Regions from separate parts of the Sus scrofa genome. Here region 1 is linked to region 2. The links are chromatin contacts, called in public Hi-C maps. All regions are on one chromosome and are shown on one strand. The core of a region is the stretch at or near the end of the contact, and the rest is flanking DNA. Distances in the headings are between cores, read along the strand shown. Region 1 holds the start of RPS3 (ribosomal protein S3). Region 2 holds the start of C2CD3 (C2 domain-containing protein 3).

Region 1 (6,495 bases), core at 1,992-4,491, 1.1 Mb after region 2:
ACTGAGCAGGGAGGCCAGGGAGCGAACCTGCAACCTCAGGGTTCCTCGTTGGATTCGTTGCCACTGCGCCAGGACAGGAACTCCGTAGATCAGATGGTTCTAATGGTTTTTCCCTGCAAAAGCCCAAAGCACTCCTTGCTAAGTAAGAGGCCAGCCCCGATTCTATTCTAGTGTTGGCTGCATGCCAGCCACGGGCTCCTGGCCTCTCCCTTCGTCTCCTCGCTAACCAGCGCCCTAGCCTGGCTCTGGAAGCCAGGCAGTTGGTAGCCCTGGCTTGTTACCATTTGTTCTTGTTCTTTGGTCCCCTCAGTGGAGTCAGTCCTGAGGTCGTGGAGTCCACTAGTCAAATCCTGGGAAGCCAGCCTCCTGCCTCTTGTTTCTGTGGAGGGCGTCCACCTCCCCAGCTCTGTGTTGGTCCACATTTTCAGCCCCTTGAATGAGGTCAGCCAAAGATGCCCCCTTGGCTAGCGGACCAGTCGAAGGGGTGGGCAGCGTGTCTACTGGGGAGAACTGCAGCCCCGCCCCTTTCTGGGAAGGAGGGGGGACCAACGCGCTGTAGTTGCCAGTTGTGGCCGCCAGAGGGCGAGGTAGCAGAGCATTTGGAAAGCTGGTTTAGGAAAGGCGGAATTTCCAAGTTCAAAAATTAACTGCGGAGTTCCCGTCGTGGCTCAGCAGTAAGAAACCTTACTAGTATCCCTGAAGATATGGGCTCGATCCGTGGCCTCGCTCAGTGGGTTAAGAATCTGGCGTTGCGGTGAGCTGTGGTATAGGTCGCAGACACCGCGCAGATCTGGCGGTTGCCCTGGCTGTAGCCTAGGCAGTTAGGCTTCAGCTCAGATTGGACCCCTGGCAGGGAACTTCCATATGCCCCGGTGCGGCCCTAGAAAGACCAAACCAAACCAAACAAAAAAATCAACTGGCCACCCACCTGTGGTGCAGGGGGTTGAGGATCTGGTATTGTCACTACAGTGGCTCCAGTCATTGCTGCGGCATGGGTTCGATCACTGGCCCGGAAACCAATACATACCATGGGCACAACCAAAAAACAAAAAAATCCAACCAACCAACCAACCAAACAAAAGCCCAGATAAAATCAATTGGACAAACTTACTGTCTCTGGTATTCCAGCTGTGTCCCTCTCCTTGAGCTGGGCTTGGTAACCCGCCTCCTCCATCCACGCCCAGGAAAGGTTCAGCTGGTCATTTTGACCTGCCTGCCCAGCCCCTGCCCTCTCCCTCCTAGCCCGTAATGGCCCCGGGCAGGTCCCTGATACAGCTGTCCTTGGCCCCCACCTCTCCAAACCAGATGCTGATCTTACACCCTTGGAAAAAGCTTGATGAGTGGAGATCTCCCTGGTCTTTTTCTCTCCCTTGGCCAAGTCTTTCTTCTTCCAGTGTCTGGTCTCTGACTCAGTTTTCCCCACCTCTTTCTTTTGATTTCTCTGCCTTAAGCATTATTGCGGTATCATCCTTCTACCCACAGCAGATAGTGCCCAGCATGTGTGAGAATGGAAGGTGCTGGTGTGTAGCGGCTTCTGCAAAAAGCAGAGGTGTGGGCCCACGTGTTAGTGATGGCAAGATGACTCACCCTAACCAAAAACATTGAAACCAAAATGCCAAGGTGTTTATTTGCACTAAAAGCAGTGATGATCTGTCCCATATAACGGATGCTTTCCACGTGCTGGGCACTATGCTGAGTGCTTTAAAGCCACCATCTAATTCAATCACAGAAATCCTCAGAGGTTAATGAGCACTTTCCAGATGAAGAATATGAGACAAAAAGGTTTAGTGACTTGCCTGAAGCTTGTAAATAGTAGCACTGAGACATGAAACTGATTGAGCTGGCTTCATCATTTTCCCCACTGCCCTGCCTCTGACCAAGCTGTCTGCTCCCTTGGCACCCTCCCAGCAGAACAGAGCATCCTCCATGGCACCTGTGCACGGCAGTGACCCCATCTGTGTGACGCTGAAAGTGCACACCATTCGCCACAGGACATCTCACTGCCTGGAGGGAAATCTGAAAACATGTGTCCTGAAATGTTTGCTTAACCAGAAGAGTGTTGTGTTGTTTTAATTTGCTTCTCTTTTTAAATGTTTTTATGCATGTATTTTAATTTTAATTTTTTTGCTTTTTGGGGCTGCACCCATGGCACCTGGAGTTTCCTAGGTGAGGGATCGAATCAGAGCTGCAGCTGTGACCTACACCACAGCTCAGAGCAACGCCAGATCCTTAATCCACTGAGTGAGGCCAGGGATCAAAACTGTGTCCCCACGGATGCTAGTCAGATTTGTTTTCCCTGAGCCACAGTGGGAATGTCCGATACTAGTATTTTTACAGTGTTATTCTGAGTAATATAATATCTCTTAAAATAGATAAAATAAAAGGCATTATGATGATAAAGATAAAAGCTTCCTTCATGGGCTTTTTCCTGGGACCAGAGAACCATACCCAGGCAGGCATCCTCTGTGTCACTGGGGAGAGACAGCAGATGAGCCACCATGAAAACTCCAGACGTGACGTTGGTGCAAAGAACTTGCCGAGGTCTGATCCTCAGCTTTGAGTCTCTCCAACTCGGTTTTGTGGGCCTCCCGGGTAAGATATGGCACTTGTGAGCAAATTCATCTGAACCACAGTACCAAGAACAATTCGAAAACCAGAATCCATGCATTGATTTGTTTGCTATTCAAACTTTTGTTGACACTGGGCCTGAACCAGGCCGTATCCTAAGCTTACAGTAGTGGAAGAAATATATAAACAGGTCATTCCAACCCAGTGAGATGACTGTTATGGTGATGGGAGCAACTAGGAGAGACCCAATCCTGGAGGAAGTGCCAGAAGGAGATGACACACGGAGAAAAAAGCCTGTTCCTGGTTTCCTCACCTCCGTGAGGGTGGTCACTAACATCCAGCCCTGAAGTCAGAAACCGGCAACATCATTCTCAACTCCCCTCAGCCTCAATCCATCACCAAGACACATCAGGTCCACAGTATGTCCCTTTAATTCATCCACTTCTTTCAGACAGTTTTGACGTTTCGCTTGATCTCCTCCCTTTCGCGTTTCTGCCTACAGGTGTCTCCATCACGCTACTCTTCTCTTTTACCGCCTCCCGGAAGTAAAAACTACATTTCCCTTGAGCGCCCACAGACGTCGACGTCGCGCAGTTCTTTGTCGTCGCGCAGCGCTCTTTATACGCACTTCCGGCCACTCGCCCCTTCTTTTTCTTTCGGCTGCGCGCGGCGGCAAGATGGCGGTGCAGATTTCCAAGAAGAGGAAGGTGAGATCTCGGGGCCCGGATGCCAGGAGCTGTGGCGCCGCGCGGGCCAGGAGCTTTTCTGGGGGTCGTCGCGAGGCCCGCGGCTCCTTCCTCTTCCCCTGGCGGCGGGCCGCGTGGGGTTCCCGAGGGCCGAGGATGGAGGTGGATGGAGCGCAGGCCCGAGCCGGGCCGGCGCAGTATGGCGGAGATGGTTTGGACGGAGAGCAGAGATGAGCACCGGGGGCCCCTCCTGCCCCGGAGAAGGCGCTTGTGAGCATTTCTTGGTCAGTCCGTACCGTTAGGAAACGTGTGGTGTTTGAGGCCGTGAGCCGTTCCCCGCATCTTAGCGGGGCTTCGGGAGAGGGAGGTAGCAGTATATTTGCCTTCTCATTAATCGTTTCTGCGTGCAGCCTTCTGCCTCACAGACCTCAGTTTTGAGAAGGCTTTTGGCATTTTTTCCACTTGGGGCCAAGGAAAAGTTCTGGGGAAAGGGAGGGCGGGGACCTGAGAAGAACGCTTCCTCGAGTTTAACTGAACTGATCTTTCCATGGGAGAGAACTGTGTGAAGTCCGTTCGGTTTGAGGCACTTTGTCATTTTGTGAGTACATAACGTTGGTGTTACAGTGCAATCCACACGCTTTTGTGAGTGAGGATTTGCCAGCTTTCCGAAACACACGTGGGTACAGTTAAGGCAAGATTAAAGTGGCTGAGCGTCTTCTGCTGAGCCGAACTGTGTTTACAGGTGAGGCTGCTTAACTCCCTGGGTGCAAACAGTGTCTCACTTGTGCTGAGTTAGTTCTAAATGGGTCGTTTTAGAGCTGCTTTTGTTTAGCGTGGGTACATGCTAATAACAGTTTTTAAACCCTTCAATGACGAGAAGATGACGAGTCTGACTGGAGGTGTTCTCTTTGACCAGGTAGCCCCTGCTCTGTGTTGCGTTCTGTGGCACAGTTCAAAGGGCCCTGGGTCAAAGTGACTTCCAAAAGATGACCTAGAGGCATTTGTCTGAGAAGGGTTACTCTGTTCCTTCTGGAACACAGATAATATGATTGATGATGGGTCCTCTGTTGGAGGTGTTGAGTTTTAATGAAGGTTGCATTGGCTGAAAGACTGGACTAGGAAAGTGAGCCTGCACCCATGTCCTCACTTTGAATTTCCTTCTTTGGTTAGTTTGTCGCTGATGGCATCTTCAAAGCTGAACTGAATGAATTTCTTACTCGGGAGCTGGCTGAAGATGGGTACTCCGGAGTTGAAGTTCGAGTTACACCAACTAGGACAGAAATCATTATCTTGGCCACCAGGTAAAAACTTGTGTTCCAGGCCGTCACCCATAATTGTTGTTGGCATTAAGATGGTTTATTCTGCAAACTTGGGACAACCAGTGAACCTTAGAATATGTGATTTTTTTTTTTTAAACTGCATTTAAAAAAAATCCTAATTCTAGCTTTCTCATACAACATTTATACTTGCTTGTGTCCAGTGAATAAGACTTTACTACTGTATATATGCAAGATTTAAAATTACATTTGGGGAGTTCCCACTGTGGTCCAGTGGGTTAATGATCTGGCTTGTCTCTGCAGACACTGGTTCAGTCCCTGGCCTGGCTCAGTGGGTCAGGGATCCAGTGTTGCTGCAGCTGTGGCTTAGGTCTACAGCTTTGGCTGGGATTCAGTCCCTGGCCCAGGAACTTTCATATGCCTAGGGTGTTGCCAAAAAATAAAATTAACATCTGGAATTTTGTGAGAGCTGTGAATTGTCACTATTTTCCCCAGGACACAGAATGTTCTTGGTGAGAAGGGCCGGAGGATCCGGGAATTGACTGCTGTGGTTCAGAAGAGATTTGGCTTCCCTGAGGGCAGTGTAGAGGTGAGTGATCCTGGTTTATGCCAGAGGTTACTGTGGGCCTGGAAATGGCTCATTAGGATGGTACATTATCACTTTTAACAGTTATTTGTGGTTGCTGAGTGTTATAGATGAACATTTTTTTGAAGTTCTCTTAATAAACAGGATAGCGGGATTTTACATTCATCATAGGTGTAATTATGATACAAATGAGGGGTTGGCAGCCTCATGGTTTCCTTGTGACTAGAAAGACCTAGTGGTGGCAGGGCATGAGAAATGCTTCAGTCTATATGTCACTGAGTACATGCGGGCCTTAGAAATGCTTCAGTATCTGGGTGCTCTGGTGACACATACAGTGGTGTATGCTAGTATGGAGAATGTGCTGATTTTTAGTTGAAAACAGTGATGACTGTATCAAGTTTAAGAACATGCCTGTTTTCCTTCCTAAAGCTTTATGCAGAAAAAGTGGCCACAAGAGGTCTGTGTGCCATTGCCCAGGCAGAGTCTCTGCGATACAAACTCCTCGGGGGCCTTGCTGTGCGGAGGTAAGTGTCCTGAGACTTCCAGCGGTTGCGTCTTGTGGATCAGAGTATCAGCCATTTTGTCACTCGGTAAGCGGACTTACATGGCAGACCCTGCTAACATCCTGAGAGTTTTTAGCAGTAAGCTATTGCTAGTCATGGGGCTGGCCTAGCAGTCTAGCAAGAAAGACAGGTAAAGAGGCAAATTTTTAGAGTGGTCATTGCTGTGATGGAGAACTATTTGAGGTATGCTTTGGGAGTAGAATAAATACTGAACTCAGAGAAGAGGGATTAGGGTTCTCGAGCAAGCGTTCACATCCTTTATGTGGTGTTCTCTTTTCTGCTGGCTATAGGTAAGACCCATCTCTGATGAGCTTAAAATCTAGCCAGGTCTTGGTAGGTACATACAGATAGTAATGTGAGGATTGATGGATTTTGAAGGACATGAGGTGGTTGGCCATGGAGCTGGATTACTGATGAGATTTCAGCTGGCAGTTCTTTGAGCAGTTGCACTGGATTACTGATGAGATTTCAGCTGGCAGTTCTTTGAGCAGTTGCACTGTTTGTGGGGTAATGAGAATGCCTCACCCGGGGTTGGTATTTGTCAATACAGTGCTTTGGGAAGTTTTTCAGTGGAGGAAGGACCTGAGAACTGTACTGATGGTGGACAGGTTGGCGTGGGCACACTTAGGCAGGATAGGTGGAAGACGGCTCATCTGGCTCGAATGCCAGTTTTGCCACTTAGAAAAGTGGTTCTCAAAAGTTTGGTCCCTAGGCTAGCATCACTGCCATAACATGACTTTTTAGAAATAATTGTCAGTCTTCAACCCAGGCTCACCGAATTGGGAAGTGGGGTGCAGCCCAGCAGTCTGCTTCAT
Region 2 (6,647 bases), core at 2,659-5,158:
AAACTTTCTATCTCTACCTTCTTTTCTTGAGCATGACATAAGCCCCAGAACAGAGACTACAGTTATTACTTGAAGCAGCGTGGTGTGGTGATAAGTGCATGAGTTTTGGTGTCAGAAAGTGGGTTTAAATCTAATTTTGTCATTTATCAACTACGTAACCTTAGAGAGTATTAATTTCACCTCTCTGAACCTTAGTTTCATTGTCTATAAAAAAGAGAGAATATCTATCTTGCGGGGTTATTCAGGATTAGAAATAACATGTGTTATCAATTGCTAGCACACAGTACACTCTCAAGTGGCTATAAAACCTCTTCTACTCCTCGATAATGAGCAACGCCACAGGAGTTCCCGTGTTGGCTCAGTGGAAACGAATTGACTAGTATTCATGAAGATGCAAATTTGATTCCTGGCCTTGCTCAGTGGGTTAAGGATCCGGCATTGCTGTGGTGTAGGTCGCAGATGCGGCTTGGAACTGGCATTGCTGTGGCTGTGGTGTAGGCCGGCAGCTAGAGCTCTGATTCGACCCCTAGCCTGGGAACCTTCATATGCCGCAGGTGGGGCATCCAAAAGACAAAAAAATCCCCAAAAAAACAAAACAAAAAATAACAATACCACAGACACTAGGTACACAGTAATACTTATCTAACATAACCACTTGCTTCTTATTTGGCCTACAGGTAAAATGATAAGACGCACACTATACCTGTTAGATAGGAGGTAAACTGCTTTGGACCACAGCGGATAGCGTAACGTGTAGTTGTTCTCACAGCTTTTGGCTCGGTCTGCAACGCATCCCTGGGACAAAAGATGGTTCCTTCCGACGTTTCTCCCCACCATCTCACTCGAACAAGTACGCAAGCAGGAGGCTTCGCAATCTTCCATATGACTTTATTAACAGTAAGTTTTAGAAAGCAGCGGAGCTGGCCTTCAACCAGGGGCGGGAGGCTCGTAGATGGAGAAATGTCACTCAAACCTGGGGAGAAATCCAAGAACATGAAGTCAAAATTTATTCTAAATATAGAAAACACATAATCTCCTTTTTGAATGAAAACACACAAAAATATTTCAGTCTCTATGGAGAAATGGCTTGTTCTCTTTATTCTAATATATGAGAAGTAACTAGCAAACCAGACCACAGAATAACCTATCGGATCACTTAACCCACCTTGACAGTCTGCATTTAGGCTTTGATTCAGGTTATTTTAAGTAAAGACCACACCAACTTAAGACCTGCTAATACGAACTCCTCTTTCACTGAAAGGCACCAAATGAAAAATACAAATACAATGATACAATATATAGGTTTAAGACATCTTTGAGTAGTTGAAATTTTTCTTCCAAATACTGTTTTTTGGATCATTGCCGTGTCCACAGTTTTTAAGACGATGCAATCTTTAGCTAATTCTCTTACTTTAAAACCATCATTAAACATAAAATAGTAACAAAGCCCTTCCCTCAACTCTCAAATGGTTAAGTCTACACAATACAACTTGGCATTTCAGTAACGACCACCTTAAACTGCCTGTGCCTTTTCCTGCCAACATCCTAAGTCAATGCAGGCAGAAACTATCATCTTCACATCCTGCCATTATTTTTCAGCACAGTGTTGGGTTCATAATTATTGGCCTTTATAATAGTTATTGGATTTCAGAGGGATAAAATGTAAATGAGGCAATTAATACGACGTTTCTATAAAGCTTTCCTTTCATGACACTGATTACCTTCCATTCACAGTGTCTTGTAACCGTAACTCACAGGAAATTGAAGAACGCATTCCGGAGTTCTGGTTGTGGCTCACAGGTTAATAACCAGCGCAGTGTCCGTGAGGATGGAATTCGATCCCTGGCCTTGCTCAGTGGGTTAAGGGTCTGGCCTGCCACAAGCTGCAGCGTAGTTTAGGTCACAGATGCAGCTCGTATTGCTGTGGCTATGGAGGAGGCTGGCAGCTGCAGCTCTAATTTGACCCCTCGCCTGGGAACTCACATATGCTGCAGGTGTGGCCATAAAAAAAGGAAAAAAGAACTCATTCTTATATTACACACACCTTTCTATTCCTTTTTTTTTCTGGGGAGTGGTCATGCCTCCCCAGAAGAAAATATATTGGAAAGCATCAGATAAGGAATTTATGTTAGCAATTCTTTGGATTTCTAAAGCCAACACCTTCTCTGCTTTCTTTAGTAAGGAAAAGACTCACCATATAGCTAGTTTCAGTATAAAAATTATACACAGGTATGCACATGAGCATTACTGTATATGCATATGGTATATAGTGAGAAGGACATTCTTATGTTATTTCTGTTTTGATTTTCCTCCTAGCAACCAAATATGCTTGACTGGTTTGACACAGGGAGCACGAGCACTGCACAGTTCCATGCTTCTGTTTCATATCCTCCCATCATTCCTAGAAGGAAAGGCATTGCCTCAAAACTGTGTTATTGTTACACAGTGTGGATAAGATTCATCCCCAAACTTCAGCTTTCATTCTTAACCTAATGGCCTAATGCACTATCACGAGTCCTAATACTGCTTTGCCTATAATATAAATAGGCAGACTCACCCAGGATTTTTTGTTTTGGTTTTTTAATATGTTTTTTGAAGCAGCCCTGTAGAGATTCAGTTTCGTTTCCTGATCTGTCCTGGGTTCCCAGGGTGACTGTTCTTGCTGCAGCTAACACTTTCCTGGTCTCTTGGTGAGCTTGCTTCTCCTTGAGCATGCTAACCTGATAAGGTTCTCTTGCTACACACTCTTTCATCTTAAATCCTTCAGAGAACTTCATGCCCTCACAACCCCGGCAACCCCCACCACTCCCCAGCTTTTCTTCCTTTTCCTTCACAACTATCCTTTCGCTACTCCCAGCTGTAGCCCTGGATGCTTTATGATCGTCTCACCTTCAGTCATTCAACTAACATTTACTGAGTCCAGCTTTGTGCTAGTTCTTGGGGATTCGGCAACGTATTAAACATGACCCCTGCCCATTAGGATCACTGCTATACTCTCCTCTACAACTTATTTTTTTTCCAGTCCCATGTGGCCTGCAAAACTACACCCTCCCCACCCCCATCCCCAACACACGTCTGACTTTATCAAAAACACTCCTAAATCATGGGGATTTAAATACAGCACAGTGACTACAGTTAATTATAGTGTATTGTCTATTTGAAAGTTGCTAAAGGGTAGATTTTAAAAGCTCTCCTCAGAAGGAAAAAAATATTTGTAACTATGTCTGGTGATGATGCTACCTAGACACGAACTCATTTCGAAATATATACAAATCGTTATATTGTACAGCTGAAACGAACAATGTTATATGTCAATTATAATCTCAATTTTTAAAAAGTAAAAAGCAAAACATTCCTACAATTTTTTTTTTTTTTCCTTCCTCTAGAAGCGTCCCCTTTTAACCCTCACTTCATTTACTCATTTTTGCCTCCTACTTCGGCCACTATTTCCTTTCCATTCGCAGGAGAGCCAAACGCCCTGTCTTTTCAATCTTCTGATTCCCTGGTTATTCTCCCTTCTCCAACCCCTTTTTAAAAAACAGGCGGCTGTGCGTATGGGAGGGGTGGGGGTGGCGGGGAGTCTGCCTAGAACGTCTGGCACCCTGCTCCCCTAACTCCGCCCTACCACTCTGCCCTCAACCTTTCGTTACCTCTCTTCCCGCGGCTGCGGCCGGCCCCAGGCCCCTGGGCTTTCCGTTGTTTCATGGCGAGCCCGAGCTCCTCTTCATCAACTCAAATCCGGCCACAGCACCCAAGCCGTAACCTCCCGCCATCCCTTCCCACCGCGCTTGCGTTCCCCAGCAACTGGCGCCGCTGGGCAGCCTGGGAGGCAGGAAGAAGCGACTCTTTCTCTAACAGTCCCCGGGAAGCCATGAGAAAGAAAGGCGGCATACTCCTTCAGACCAGGAGACTACAACACCCAGAATGCTTTGCTACACTACCTTCGCGGGGTTGGAGACGGTCTCCTCCAGCTGCGCAGGCGCAAAGGGATACTCCCTTTGAGGACTCCATTGCCCAGGGTGCATTGCTTTCAGGAGCACTTCTCTTTCCGTCTGGGATCGTGAAGTTCTCCGCTTGGGGTCTGAGGGGTCCGAGACTCCGTTACCCAGCTCCCTTTGTGAAGTGCTGTTGCGCACTTCCGGTGGAAGCGCAAGGCGAGGGGGTGGAGTCTACGGAGCCGGTGGGCGGTGCTGCCGGTAGCTGGGTGCTGTCCAAAGGCTACAGGGCGTCGCTAGGGGAGCGAGCTGTGACCGGTTGGGCCGCTCTTAGCGTGGGACGGAGCTTCGGCTACAGTTCGGCTACCTGCGGCCTCCCCTTCATGTCGGCCCTCGAGAAGAGCATGCACCTCGGCCGTCTGCCCTCTCGCCCGCCTCTCCCCGGCAGCGGGGGCAGTCAGAGCGGAGCCAAGATGCGAATGGGGTACGTGACCCATACCCCTTCTCCCTAGAGGCCAGGCCCCGGCCATTGGAGAATGGTGTCTCTGCGCGTTTAGGGCGGCACGACCAGGAGGGCTCAGGAGGGGAGAAGATGTTGGCGGCGGCCTGGAGACGTTTAGATGAAGTAGGAGGTGGATCTGGGGACTAGGGGAGGCGCCAAGTCAATGGAATTGGAGGACAAATAGTATTGGAGGGAGGGGAATGAGGCAAAGATTGAAGAGGCTGAGAGGATCGTGTAAGAGAGGTAATGAGGCACCCCCAGAAGAAGGGGTGGAGGAGGTTTGAGAAAAGGGAGATGAGCGGTGACAGAGGTGGAGGGAAGTCTGCCAGGGAGGGCTGAGAGAAATGGGAAATGACAGAGAAAAGTTGAGGGGAATTAGAAGAACCAGGGAAATATTAGGAGGCGTAAGAAGACTGTGAACACTAGGTGTTAGAAAAAGCCGACGGAAAGCGAGAACACCTGAGGCAGGGTTGGAGCAGACGAGAGAAACAGGGAGCAGAAGGTTCTAGAGAGAGTTCCTAGAGGTGTAAGAGGCAGATTCAGGGAGTGAGCGGGCGACTTAGAGATTGGGTCTCTTGAGGGGTACCGCGCAAGTGTGGAGAACAGGCCAGAGGAAAGATGGAGAACACACTCCAGAAGACTGTTGGGGTGAGATGTGCGGGCGGGGATAAGGGGAGGAGGGCTGAGGGCCTTAGAGACTGACCAGGGGCTCCACAGACGGAGAGATGACTAGGAACAGGGTTTAGGGAACGCAGGGCTGCAGAGCTAAGTCCAGGATGCATAAAGAGGGCGATTTGGGCAATTGATTTTTTCTGGGCTAATACATCTGATGGAAGCTATGTTTGGGTCTGATAAGATTCAATTAACAGAGTATGGAGTGTAGCCACTTAAAGTGTTTTAGGGGAAACCTTCCTTTACTGGGTTGGGAGGAGCTGTTTGCTTTGGGAGTTTTAGGTTATTGAATGGCTTGTGCCAGGTTCGGGGGTATGAAGGTGTAGAAGAGAGAGTATAACGTGTTGAACATGGGAGAGGTAGTTATTTGAAACAGAGGTAATTGAACAGGGAGTTGGTTTTGCGGAGTATTTGTAGAACCAGGATTCTGGAGACTAGTGACTGTAAAGAAAAAAGGGGTAGGAAAAATACTTAGGTCTGAGGTAGTCAAGTGTATGTGTTTGGGATTCTAAAGATAGGTTGGTAGCTATTTTTGGAATCAGGACTAGAGAAGAAAACCTTAGATTCTGAAGAGATGTTATGTACAAAAAATGATCAAAAAGGAGATGAAGGTAAGATAGGTAATGCTGTGAAAGCAGGTCCTAGAAACAAAGAGAAAGGAGAGTCCTATAGATTAAAATAGGTAGAGGGGTGGTTAGAATGATTGGAAAAACCAGGAAACTTTGAGGTAGAGACCTATGAGACACAGTAGAAAATTGAGAAAATTTTGACGGAGAAGATAGGTCGAAGGATGCACAGTACAAAGAGGTGATGGAAGGCTACATGTAAGATAAAATGAAGATTGTTTTAGCTTTGATAGACAGTAAGGTAGAACTGTAACATGGAGCACCTGGAAGTTGATCTATAACAGATTATTTGGGAAAAATTAACCTGGAGGGTAAAATTAATGTAACGTTTATTGTTGATACGTATCTTGGTTGCTGTCTTAAACTAAACTTTGATCTTTCAGTATTCCATCACTCTTCACTAAAAGTACATAAAAATGTTAGTTTTTAAATAACTATGCATGCTTCAGATAAGTTTAATTAGAGTTTAGCTTCTCATTTTGTCAAAACAAGTTCTCTGAAGATGAACTGAAGAAGAGAAAATAAAATACTAAGAGAAAAAACATCTACTGATTAGAAGATTATTAGTAACTTAAGCTGATTAAATAGATGCTTTGGTCTTTTTAATTTAGGTTAATTGCTTATCCTGGAAGGTAAAGTTCTTTAGAAAAATGCTTCTTTATAGTACCGTGAAGAGAAGAGCATATGTTGGTGAATTTTATGTGGTCTTCAAGTAGTTTATTTTCCTGGATTTTTATTTTCTTCTTTCTTGGAACATAGGCATGCCTCATGTAAGTCTCATGTCAGTGATAATATAGACACTCTCCACTAGAATCATAAAGTTCGAAGAGAGCTTTGAGGTGATCTTACCACTTCACTGTATATTTGGGGAAACAGACTTGGAGAATTCTCTATGCTGTAAGGTGAACTAAG

The links. Hi-C and Micro-C count contacts between places; a contact is called where the count stands out from the background.
Region 1: a contact with region 2 is called in a Hi-C map of liver, with 6 times the contacts expected there. The contact joins the promoter of RPS3 here to the promoter of C2CD3 in region 2. A contact is called at or near these places in 1 of 5 promoter capture datasets (liver) and 1 of 47 Hi-C or Micro-C datasets (liver).

What each region holds. Positions count from the first base shown.
Region 1 is chr9:9,622,034-9,628,528 of Sscrofa11.1, forward strand. RPS3 (ribosomal protein S3) reads left to right here and starts at 3,242. Exons shown (of 7, transcript NM_001044601.1): 1 at 3,242-3,275; 2 at 4,425-4,555; 3 at 5,027-5,120; 4 at 5,547-5,641. The coding sequence starts at 3,246.
Region 2 is chr9:8,508,935-8,515,581 of Sscrofa11.1, forward strand. It overlaps C2CD3 (C2 domain-containing protein 3), which reads right to left and starts at 3,909. Exons shown (of 34, transcript XM_021062487.1): 1 at 3,651-3,909; 2 at 704-973. The coding sequence starts at 3,705. It overlaps PPME1 (protein phosphatase methylesterase 1), which reads left to right and starts at 3,857. Exons shown (of 15, transcript XM_003357190.5): 1 at 3,857-4,419. The coding sequence starts at 3,872.